Regions from separate parts of the Mus musculus genome. Here regions 1 and 3 are each linked to region 2. Evidence: chromatin contacts called from public HiChIP or PLAC-seq data. All regions are on one chromosome and are shown on one strand. The core of a region is the stretch at or near the end of the contact, and the rest is flanking DNA. Distances in the headings are between cores, read along the strand shown. Region 1 overlaps Macf1 (microtubule-actin crosslinking factor 1). Region 2 holds the start of D830031N03Rik (RIKEN cDNA D830031N03 gene). Region 3 overlaps Macf1 (microtubule-actin crosslinking factor 1).

The links. HiChIP or PLAC-seq counts read pairs in DNA pulled down with a chosen protein or histone mark.
Region 1: an H3K27ac HiChIP or PLAC-seq map of extraembryonic endoderm stem cells shows a contact between it and region 2. The contact joins the enhancer-like site here to the promoter of D830031N03Rik in region 2. A contact is called at or near these places in 5 of 484 Hi-C or Micro-C datasets (the Patski cell line, differentiating spermatogonia, embryonic fibroblasts and 2 more), 3 of 115 datasets of contacts at active chromatin or transcription factors (embryonic stem cells and extraembryonic endoderm stem cells) and 2 of 9 other capture datasets (adipose tissue and liver).
Region 3: an H3K27ac HiChIP or PLAC-seq map of extraembryonic endoderm stem cells shows a contact between it and region 2. The contact joins the enhancer-like site here to the promoter of D830031N03Rik in region 2. A contact is called at or near these places in 1 of 15 datasets of contacts at CTCF or cohesin (the NIH/3T3 cell line), 1 of 484 Hi-C or Micro-C datasets (the G1E-ER4 cell line), 3 of 115 datasets of contacts at active chromatin or transcription factors (embryonic stem cells, extraembryonic endoderm stem cells and trophoblast stem cells) and 3 of 9 other capture datasets (adipose tissue, liver and pancreatic islet).

What each region holds. Positions count from the first base shown.
Region 1 is chr4:123,623,389-123,627,057 of GRCm38.p6, forward strand. The region is part of intron 1 of Macf1 (microtubule-actin crosslinking factor 1); the gene reads right to left. Among named protein-coding and RNA genes, the nearest start is that of Mir6398, 8.8 kb to the left of the region's middle. Within about 2 kb of position 1,258, at least 96 of the 459 cell types and tissues checked have an H3K27ac peak or open chromatin away from gene starts, as enhancers often do. A contact at or near this core is called in adipose tissue, embryonic stem cells, extraembryonic endoderm stem cells and 1 more, where this site is marked.
Region 2 is chr4:123,410,511-123,414,145 of GRCm38.p6, forward strand. D830031N03Rik (RIKEN cDNA D830031N03 gene) reads right to left here and starts at 1,401. Exons shown (of 1, transcript NM_001167918.1): 1 at 1-1,401. The coding sequence starts at 197. The region is part of intron 57 of Macf1 (microtubule-actin crosslinking factor 1); the gene reads right to left.
Region 3 is chr4:123,542,478-123,546,061 of GRCm38.p6, forward strand. It overlaps Macf1 (microtubule-actin crosslinking factor 1), which reads right to left. Exons shown (of 98, transcript NM_001199136.1): 3 at 2,265-2,354. Among named protein-coding and RNA genes, the nearest start is that of Gm31156, 7.8 kb to the right of the region's middle. Within about 2 kb of position 1,389, at least 20 of the 459 cell types and tissues checked have an H3K27ac peak or open chromatin away from gene starts, as enhancers often do. A contact at or near this core is called in embryonic stem cells and extraembryonic endoderm stem cells, where this site is marked.

The DNA of each region.
Region 1 (3,669 bases), core at 8-2,507, 210 kb after region 2:
ATTAGTTCTTAATCTCTTGCCTTATAAGGAAAGTCAAGTCTACAGAAACGATTTACTTATTCCCTAAGATCCAGGTTCCTAGCTAGCTTATTCTTCTAGTCCTGTACGGAGAGAAGAGGCTTGCATCATCTCACTGATGCTACAAATAAACCAGACGGTGTCACCTAAAAGTACTTTTGTCTCTTAATAGCCAATTCACTAGCTTCTTAACCTTGTTCTAAAAAGACAATGAGTGTGTGATTTCAAAAGGAAACTTCTAATATTAAAGTGTACTGACAAGACAAGAATTCAAGAGTTGGGTGGCCATCTAGATAAGCACCTGGAATCTGGCCCCCATCAGCCTAGCCTGCCTTTCCATTTGAATGGAGACAGGCCCTGGTGTGTGTGATGGAAAAAGAAACTCCCAATGTTTGTTTAATGTAACTCTAGTTCAACCTTCGCTTTGGCCACCGCCTTCCAATGCTCACAAACACTTAATTGTCCCTGAAAAGTAGGTCAGTGCCTCCTGGAACAAGCTGGAAGGAGAGCTAAGTCTCAGCCCATGATTCGAAGAGCTGAAGAGGCCCGATCTGTGTCTAGGAGACCAAAACCAACAGTGCAGTATGCCAAGAACTCTCCAGGTGCTCCAGGTGGCAACCTGGCTACTGCCATTCCGAGCCATTCCTAGGTGGTGACTCAGCAGCCTGGGAGAGAAGATGATGCCCAGAAAAAGCAGCTGGTGCTCATGTGAGTCTAAGAAATACTTGCTCTGCTCTGGTGCCTCACAAGGTATCCCTAATCATCTCTGAGTGAAAGGTGAACAGTCACAATGCAGAGTTCTTTCCATCCCTGTTTCTATGGCTCCTTCTGTAGAATACCTAGCATTGCTTGGCCATAAATGGAGTGACATGAACATCTTCCTACTTCTTCCCCCCAAATATTTTATTCAGGGCATCCAAAAATAAACACTGCCATGAGCTAGAGGTACATTCCTAAGCACTTTAAGTGGTCATTTGAGGATGAAAGGGTTAAAGTCTGGGTACAGGATACATCTTGTCCTAGGCTCAAATACCCATCCATGGTCTCCCCTAACCTTCTAACTGTCTTACTCACTAAATATAGATCATCTTTCCAAAGTCAAAAAAGGGGGACCCAGAAGAGGCGACAGAGAGATGGCAGTCTGGGAAACAGCTACCAGAAGGTCAGCTGTCCAGCTGGCTCTGGAATCTGAAAACTTCCAAACCTAACAACTGCCTTTCTCAGCAAGAATCAAAAGTATGTGCAGCAGCTGTGGAGGATAAAGGCCGCTTGCTGAGCCAGCCCCAGAAGCTAGCAGCAAACCATTTCCTTAGCCATTGTTCTCCAAAAGAAGCGAACGCTGCCAGCCACCTTAAAACCAGATACCAGAGCTAAATCTGCTGAGAGGAAGAGAAAGTTATCTCTCTGACAAACTGTGTGCCGGCACCTTGCTTTCTTGGAATTTCTCTGATAGTAAAACTCAAACCACTGACAACCCCACCTTTCTCAGCTCCCGCATGCCAGCATCTCTAGCCCCACTCACCCCTTCTCCTCCTCCTCCTCCTCCTCGTCTCACTGCCTTCCTGGTGCTCCACTGCACACCTGACCAGTCAGAATTGTACCATCTGACACCTGGATTCACAGTTTTACTCCTTATTAGTCTAAGAACTAGACCCTAAAGTTTACAAAACAAAGAACATATCTCATCACTGTTGTAGGAAAGAAAGGTCCCATACTTCAAGCACTTTACACATACTATTTCATTCGATCTTAAGAATCCTACAATGTAGATACTATCAGCAAAACATTCTACAGATGAACACCAAAGTACATGAATACTCAAGTATTTGCCCAAGTGCAGTTAGTAAGTAGCAAGGCCGAGACTCCAACCTGGACAGCCTGACTCCCATCTAACCTCAGCAACCCTCTATACCATTGGCTGCCTCATCTTAAGGTCAGTACTCTACAGCAGTGGTCCCCATCTTAAGCTCAGTACTCTACAGCAGTGGTCCCCAATTAGCAGCACCAGCAACTCTGGAAACTCAAAACAGACGCAAATTCTCAAGCCCCACCCGTGATTCGGTGCACAATGAGCCAGAACCAGGGTGGGACCCAGCAATCTTTTTAACAAGCCCTCCAGGTAGTTCTGATGCTGGTTCAAGGTGAAGAGCAACAGGGGCGGAGTCACACATTACACCGCTTTGGCTTGTCTGTATTTGAGCCACACCCAATACCAAAGAAGAGTCTAGGAAGAAGTTAATGCAAAAGCCTCCTGAGCAACTGACCACAGCAGAATGGTTAAGAGTCCATGTAAATGGTATGTAGATCTGCTGCCAGTCAGCTGTGTATCTTTGGGCATGTCACTATGTCTTTCTGATCTTCTATTTCATCAAGTATGAAATGGAGCTAAAAATGGAAACTAAAAGCAACACTATCATCAGCTGCCTAGTGGCCTGGACTGTAATCAACCACTACTTAGGAGGCTGGCACAGGAAGATTACAAAGTCAAGGCCTGCCTTGGCCACATAGCAAGTTCCAGGCCAGCCAGGGGTACACGATGAGATTCTGTCTTTAAATAAATAAATAAATAGTTTAAGGGGGTAAGGATATAGGAATATGGCTCAGTGACAGAGTACCTACCCAGCAGTGTGTGACCCTAGGTTCAATAATCACTAATAATGAAAAAAAAAAAAATCAAAGTCAGAACTGAGGATGTTCAATCAAAGTCAGAACTGAGGATGTTCAGTGACAGACAATTTGCCAAGATGACAGGCACCAAAGGAAATATAAAGCATTTGGTAAGTCATGATTGAAACTGAATAAATGGCACAGAAGTCTAAGTACTGCATGTCTGTGTGTTAGACACTGCACTAGGCACAGGCATTCACTGTCTGACATTCACATTTCTCACAAATGTTTACTGAGATATTGTACTATGCAAATAACATATTATAGCCTCTTTAAGGGCACTGAAAAGTAGGTCAGCATAGCACACAATAACTGCACATAATAGCAAATGATAAGGATCATAAAATGGAGCCGGGCATGGTGGTGCACTCCTTTAATCCCAGCACTTGGGAGGCAGAGGCAGGTGGATTTCTGAGTTCAAGGCCAGCCTGGTCTACAGAGTGAGTTCCAGGACAAGCCAGGACTGCACAGAGAAACCCTGTCTCAAAAAAACCAAAAAAAAAAAAAAAAAAAAAAAAAAAAAAAAAAGAATCATAAAATGGCTGGGAATGGAGGCAAACATCTTTAATTGCAGCACTGGGGAGGCAGAGGCAAAAAGATCCCCAAATTTGAGGCCAGCCTGGTCTAAATAGTGAGTCCCAGGACAGCTGGGGATACACAGAGAGACTCTGTCCAAAAAAAAGAAAAAGAAAGTGTTTGGTTGGAAAAAATGTGGCATATTTTTGTTGTTTTACTTGTTTTTGAAAGAGGGTCTCAACAGAAAGTGGTGGCACATGCCTTTAATTCCAGCATTCAAGAGACAGAGAGTAGGTCTCTGAGTCCCAGGCCAGCCTGGTCTACGGAGTGAGTTCCAGGACAGGCAAGGCTACACAGAGAAACCCTGTCTTAAGAAGGAAGGAAGGAAAAAAAGGAAGGAAGGGAGGAAGGAAGGAAGGAAGAAAGTCTCACAGGGTTGCCCAGTTTGACCAGAAACTTGCTATCTTA
Region 2 (3,635 bases), core at 151-2,650:
TCCATCTTCTCCATGGTGCTTTTTGACGTCTGATTAAGTTTTGACCCCTGGTCAATCTGTTCATTTATCCTCATTGTATCGTATATAGACCGCTGTGGAACATAGCAATCTTCTATATAGCCATCCTCATCTTCCCCTTTACCCAGGCAGGTAGGGTTCCGCCTTAAACAGTCTGGCCTGCTAAGTGGCTTACCCATACTTTTTCAATAAAGATGAACCATCAATCTTTCAAAAGTTTTTTTTCCCCGCCACGGGTTCTCTCAAAATACATTCTACATGAATTGTAAGTCCTCTTACATGTTTATACTCCAAACCACCAATTGCATCTGCCTTTCAGAAAGATCTGGAAGTTCCCAATTTGAAACCATTTTGGGAGAAACTCTAATAAGACAAACAGGTTTTCCCTCACAGGCTAGCAGCCTCATAACTGCAGAAAGACAAATGATATTATTTAATCAATAAACATAAAACAAATACTTGTATGGCTTCTGGTTTTACTTTTCTAAAGCCCTTTCAAATTCAGTCAGCAAAAAAATCGTTTGATATTGACAAGTCTTATTCAATATCTAGTTTCACTCGATTCGCACCAAAGCTGAGTTGGAAGCAGAAAATGTATACCAACTATGTCCTTTATAACAATGGCACACCCTCTCTAGCCTTCAAGTATGGTCCAAGCTCCTAAGAATTCCTTTCATTTTATCCTGTGTTCAGCCCTAAAGAGTCCAGCTGGTCTGAATTAGCCATTCGTCCTCTCTAGTTGGGTGTTTGCATTTGAACAGGGCTGGTCAGCGGATATTCCTGCAACTTTAAACACAGGAAGTCCTTCATTCGGGGCCAGCTTGGGGCTTCCTGTCTCCAAAACATCATGGCATTGTTGTGGCTTCCAAGCCAACACTGTATCGTGGCCGCAAAACAAGGCGAGTGGAGGCCCACGCTGGGCCTTTCAGAAGGCGGGCAGGCTGCGGCAGCGGCCAAGAGGCAGTCTGGACTCACTTAGCACCGCCCGCAAACCCGCGCCATGCCTCGCGCCCCGGAGGGCCAGGGTCGCCTCACCGCAACCTTGCAGGTGGCTCCCGGCGGGCCGGCCTTGGGTCTAGCGCTCAGGAAGTTAGTTTGTCCCTCCGGCAGCAGTAAGTCCCGTGTCCTGTGGGCGCCGCCTCCCCGGCCACTGCAGGTCCCCGGCCCCCAGCCGCCGCGTCGTGGGCTGCATGACAAGCAGTCGCCTCTTTTCTCCACCACGCCGCCGGCCCTGCAGCCGTCCTCCCCGCCCGCAGCTGTCACGGTCCCGGCATGCAAACTTCTGGCCGGGAACAAAAGGCTCCGCTCCGGCCGCACGAGGGGGGCGAGCCCGCCTCTCTCACGCCGCGCGGCCCGCTCACACGCCGCTGGCTGGAAGTGCTCGGGTGGCGGGCGGATCTCCTCCCCCTTCTAGCCCCGCCACAGCCGCTGCCCCGCCCGGGCAGCCCCCTTGGAAGCCCGGGAGCGCGCGGCGCCGACTGCTAGGGAGGAGGACGGGGGCGGGGCCTATAGGGAGCCCCGCCGGGAGGGGAGGGGGCGGAGGCAAGGATTGGAGGCCAAGGCGGCGAGGGAGGGGCTTCCCGGGGTTGGGGCGAGGGACTCCAGCTCATCCCGCACCCCCTCTAGCTCACTCCCTCCTCACCCACGGGAGTAATAGTGTCCCCGCCTGCGAGGGTGAGAGGAGAGGGGCAGTCCTGGTCATGCCGGGCAAATCCCCTGACAAAGGAAAGCCCCGCCCTCACAACGCTGGCCCGGCCCCTCCGCCCCCGCTTCTTTCCAACCGGCGGGATGGGAGCCCAGCCCAAGGGCGAACCCAGAAGGGGCGCCCCCGCCGCCCCCACTACCAGCCGGTAGTGGCTAGGGCCACTCGGGGGCCCCATCTGCCGGTAGAGACGTACGGGCTGGGGTGGGCGGTCTGCACTATCCTAGGCTCCAGCTTTGCCGCCAACGACTATCCCTGTATTTTTCCAATGTCACCTCTGGCGCTGACCAAAGAACAGGCTAGCCTTAAACACAGTCTTTTCTTGGCATGCCAAGGAATTAAGTTAGACTCAGGAACCAAGTTATTGGATAAACTCTAGGCACAGTTTCCCTTCTCAAGTATGTCAGATCTTGGCCCATTTCGCCACCTGGATTTCTCTGCTCAGACTTCAGCGGTCTTAATGACCGGAAAATGGGGTGCGGGTTGCAGGGCAGTGGAGACTCTAGCAGGAACAGCCCATGACCAACACCTGGATTGGCTATAACCGCTGTGCACGTCCAAGGAAATCTGAGCCTCTGAAGGGCTAGATGAAAAGCATGAGTTCATATTTCAAGTCTCAAGAATGAAAATATTAGAGAAATGTGTTACACAATCCTGCAAACTACGTTCTGGATTTTAGGAAAGCTATCTAGAGACCCTGTAATTGTTAAGAAAAGTACAAAGCAACCCAGAAGACTGCCTGCCAGAGGTAGCTTGCATCTCTTTGAGGTGTAATACTTGACTCCCTTTATGATGGTCCCTCGGATTTCATGAGGATGAAAAAGGTCAGTTAAAATGTACAAAGTCCTGTTGGCCCAAGTAGTTAATATAGATGATAAAACTTATGAGAAAGTTATTTCTACTCTTCACACAAACAGTAAATAAAACGAGTCACTGGTGTGTGGAGATTTGGCAGTGAAGCTTGGAGCTAAGCCTTAAACTTACTTGAGGAGCCAGAAACTCCTTGGCAAAAATGAGGTACAGGCTGAAGCCCATGATCAGATTAGTCAAGTAAAAGACAACTTTGCTTGGCAAAATGTTTTATACTTCATTTCTCACTCCTAAAGAAGCTGATCAATTCTACCCACTCAAATACAAAGACTTTCCATCTGTAAACAGGAGAGAATACTTAAACATTGTATCATCTTATTCTAGATACCCTAGTCTTTAAAGTTAAAACTTCAGAAAGCTATCCAGAATCCTGTGGCTTCCTGGTGCAATAGTGCAAGACACTAGAACATTTTTCTACGAACCCAGAGTGAAAAGAATCAAGAATACTTGATGGAGAGCAAATTTCAGGGGATATGATCAACATTAAGAATCTGAGGAGCTGGGATGTGGGAGGAAGGAAATTTGTGCTGAATCTCTCCTTAAACTGGCACACCAAGATCCAAGGGCAGATTTCAAACCATCAGTTTTCTCACTGCTATTCAAAGAATAAGGTGTTCCCTAAAAGGGTGACTTTTCCTGATCCCAAAGGAATGTGAGCAGAAATTCAAGCAACCACATGGCATAGCAATCTCAGGAAACAGATTAAGAAATCTTGAAGTTTATTCAGGGCGTGTTTTAAAGTCCCTTCAACCCCTGACACACTGTGATCCTAAGAACAAATCAACTTACAGACTGGATACTTCACAATTCATGGACTTCAGATTTTAAGTTTGTTGTAATTATTCAATGCAACTGGAAAACCCCATAGAGGATTTATTTCACTTGCAAGTCTTCCTGGCCAAATACATTCACCACGTGTTCAGATATCATAACAGACTCTTTAGCACGCCAGGGCCCCTCTGGTTAGAAGAATCTGAGGAATTCCAGCTCTGGAGTTAAGGGTGGGTGGTTATTCTATTATAAAGAATGGTCTTGATATGGAATC
Region 3 (3,584 bases), core at 139-2,638, 130 kb after region 2:
CCCAAAAGACCTACTACATCATCATCATCTTCCTCTTCCTGATCCTCGCTGTTTGCATGACGCCAGGAGGGCATGCTCACGAGACGAAGGGTCTTCAGCCCTGCTGGCTCCTTTGGCCACCAACCAAAAAAAACACAATAGAGGAACAGAAAAGAAAGCACACATACACGCATACACACACACAAAGGAGAAATGAATAAATGTTTTTTATCTAAAAATGAAAAAACCTCCCGCCTCCAAAAGAAAGAAAAAAAGTCAGATCAACAGCAGAGCAGAGGACACTGAACACTTCTTCTTTTGAGAACATCTTCAATTCTTCATGTCTACCCATCCTACATTTGTAATTCTGTTATGGTTGGAACTATGACAAGAACAACTCTGAAAGACATCAGATGCTTTCTGGTGAAAAGATAATATGAGCATCTCCATAAACACCCACGTCTTCAAAGGTTAAGAAGAACAGTTAAATGGGAACACCTTTACCCTGCATGGTACACAGTATCATCAGAAAGAATGACTTTCCAATGTGAAAACCACTGTTGACACACCTATCAACTGTAGGAGATGCACTGAATGAGTGCTGAAGAATAACGTCCAGCAGAGAAGATTGGAATTCTGATATCTTACTAGATCAATAAATGAAGGCCAGTCAGTGGTTCAAAGCACTGGCTGCTCTTCCAGAGGTCCTGAGTTCAATTCCCAGCACCTACATGATGGCTCACAACCATATGTAAAGATCCGATGCCCTCTTCTGACACACAGGTACACATGCACATAGAGTACTCCATAAAATATATAAATAAATCTTTAAAATAATCTTAAAAAAAATAATAAAATGAATGAAGGCCAGACGAGAAACAGGAATTACACATACTAGCTATGCTAACAAAGGCTTATGGCAATTCTGTTTGTTGTTGTTTTTGTTTTGTTTGGTTTGGTTTTTTTTGAGACAGGGTTTCTCTGTGTAGCCCTGGCTGTCCTGGAACTCACTGTAGACCAGACTGGCCTCGAACTCAGAAATTTGCCTGCCTCTGCCTCCCAAGTGCTGGGATCAAAGGTGTGCGCCACCACACCCAGCACTTGTGACAATTCTGACCACTAAAAAATACATATGAATAACTGTACTACTAAGAGTTTTTTGTTTTTAAAGTAAACCCAAAACAAAGGGCTCAGGAAGCTAAGCCCCAATCCTAGAAGGAGTTGAACATCACATAAACAATGAAATCTAGTGTGCCAAAGAAACTATTCTTTAACACAACAAACAATGACTAAGAATCCACCAGAAGCATTGAGTGGGCTAAGATTTAGAGTGCTTGCACTGTGTGCCTCTGCAGATCTCCCCCCCACACACCCATGCTTCTAATACTCAAGCATGGATGTTTCCAATGAAAACTGCACTGCCTATAGCATCTGAAAGAAAGACACTGAACCACACACAAAGAACACTTGCTTCCATTGTGCTTAGATATTTGAAACAATGGCCAAAGGAATGTTATTTTAATCCCTTAAACAAAGCAAGTGTGAGAGGTATTCTTTGAAGGGTCAGGGGTCTCAGCCAGGATTCTCTGTAGGAAAGGGCTTCCCACAAGCACTGGGACAGGCCAGCATATGTAAGGAGACTGTGTGTAAACACTGCTTTATGAGGACAGGCTCGCTCAGACCAAGCCAGAATTTTTCCACATTTGTGGGACTCAACAAATCATGGAGGAAAGTAGGAGAAACTCCAAACACCTGGGTTCTTAAAAACTTCAAATGCTTAGCTAAACACAGAAAATTAGGAGAAAAAGACAAAAACATAATAGAGAAAAGGGAAGTCTATACAAACTAGAAAAAAAACCTATACAAAGAAAAATGCAATTTATTCCCCCAAAAACTTTTAAACATGAATATAATGTTTCTGAAAGATTAGTATCTAGAGAGAGATGAGGAATGACTAAGAAGGTGTCCGGAGGTACAAAATAAAAGTATTTCTGATTTTATCAAGGCATGAGACCTAAAGCTGGAGACATAATTTAATTACACAATGCCTTCTAACAGGTGTGAAGTCTCAAGTTAAATCCTTAGGACTTGGGTACAGAGACCTCACATGACAATACATAATGTATAAATTGAGATGATGTCACCTGTAAACTATATGCCTGAGTGAGAAACAAAGTGTTATCAATAACTCATCTACTTCTCTCTCCCGCCCAATGGAGCAAGCACTAAACTACTGCTACAGGAAGCCTTGCTTACAGGACTCTCGTTAGAAGAAAGAAGCTCACCAGTTTGATGCCTGAGAGGACCTCTAACAGGGAGATCAGGTTGTGTCCATCCCGAAGGTCTTCATAGAGATCATTGATGTGCTTGCGGACCTGTAAAGAAAATATGACAAGACAGTCATTACCTAATCTAGAATCATTTGATCATCCTCCAGAGGATGTCTAGTTCGAGATAAATCTATGAATTAAAAAATGTGAATCAAGAAGCAATAATAAGGGCTGGAGAGATGGCTCAGTGGTTAAGAGCACTGACTACTCTTCCAGAGGTCCTGAGTTCAATTCCCAGCAACCACATGGTGGCTCACAACCATCTGCAATGGGGTCTGATGCCCTCCTCTGGTATGTCTGAAGAAAGCAATGGTGTACATATACATAAAATAAATAAATAAATCATTTTAAAAAATATGTCCAAACCATATTTTAAAAAAGAAGAAGAAGAAGCAGCAATAATAAAACTCAGGAATTTCCAAGTCCAAGTAAAATCCATATGGAATCAACAGTGTTTTTAATTGCACCATATGTGCTTTCTACACTAAAGCCAGGTTGACTGTATACTAAACAACACTGAGCAATATTCTAGAAAGTCTGGAAAAGAAGATGGGGACTCATCTATCCTAAAAACATTTCAAGAATGACTATGGAGTAAAATGTGATTGGTGGAGAGCTAAGATGGCCAGATGAGTTCACTCAGTGTCAGAAAATCCTTCCAGGGCACTGGGCACTAGGCAAGGGCAAGGCAGCCAACATTTCACTCAATGTACTTCAATTTGACCCTTCTCTTCCATGATCTGATAATGAATTAGAATTATCTTTAATTGTTAAATTATTCTAATTGAAATAAATTCAATTTTATAACTTAACTATGATAAAAACAAATCTCACTTTGGCAAATATGGTTGACGTCAAACATAGTGGATACTAAACGCTTTATATTTTATCTCATATATCACTCATATCTGTGAAAAATGCTCTTGTTGTTTCTGTTTTGTACATGAGGACTTAGTACTGCTAAAGGTCACAAAGGGGAAGTCTTGGCTTCAGCCTGGTCTTTCTGGTCTTCCCCGGTAAGCACTAGGCTGTATGCTCAGTCACCATCTTGTTTTCTTTACTTAATCCCAACAAAAGAAGTGGAAGAAAGCAAGTCTTGTGGCTTAGCTACCATGGGTCTTCTGACTCTCTCCAAGTTTAGCAACAATTTCACTAAGTGACACCAGGAGAAGACTGGTAAAAATAGGAAGAAAACAATTTCTACATAAATAATTTTCTAGGTAACAAAAGAAAGGCTATTTTCAGAAGTAATGAGTTTAAGCTCAGCATGGTGGT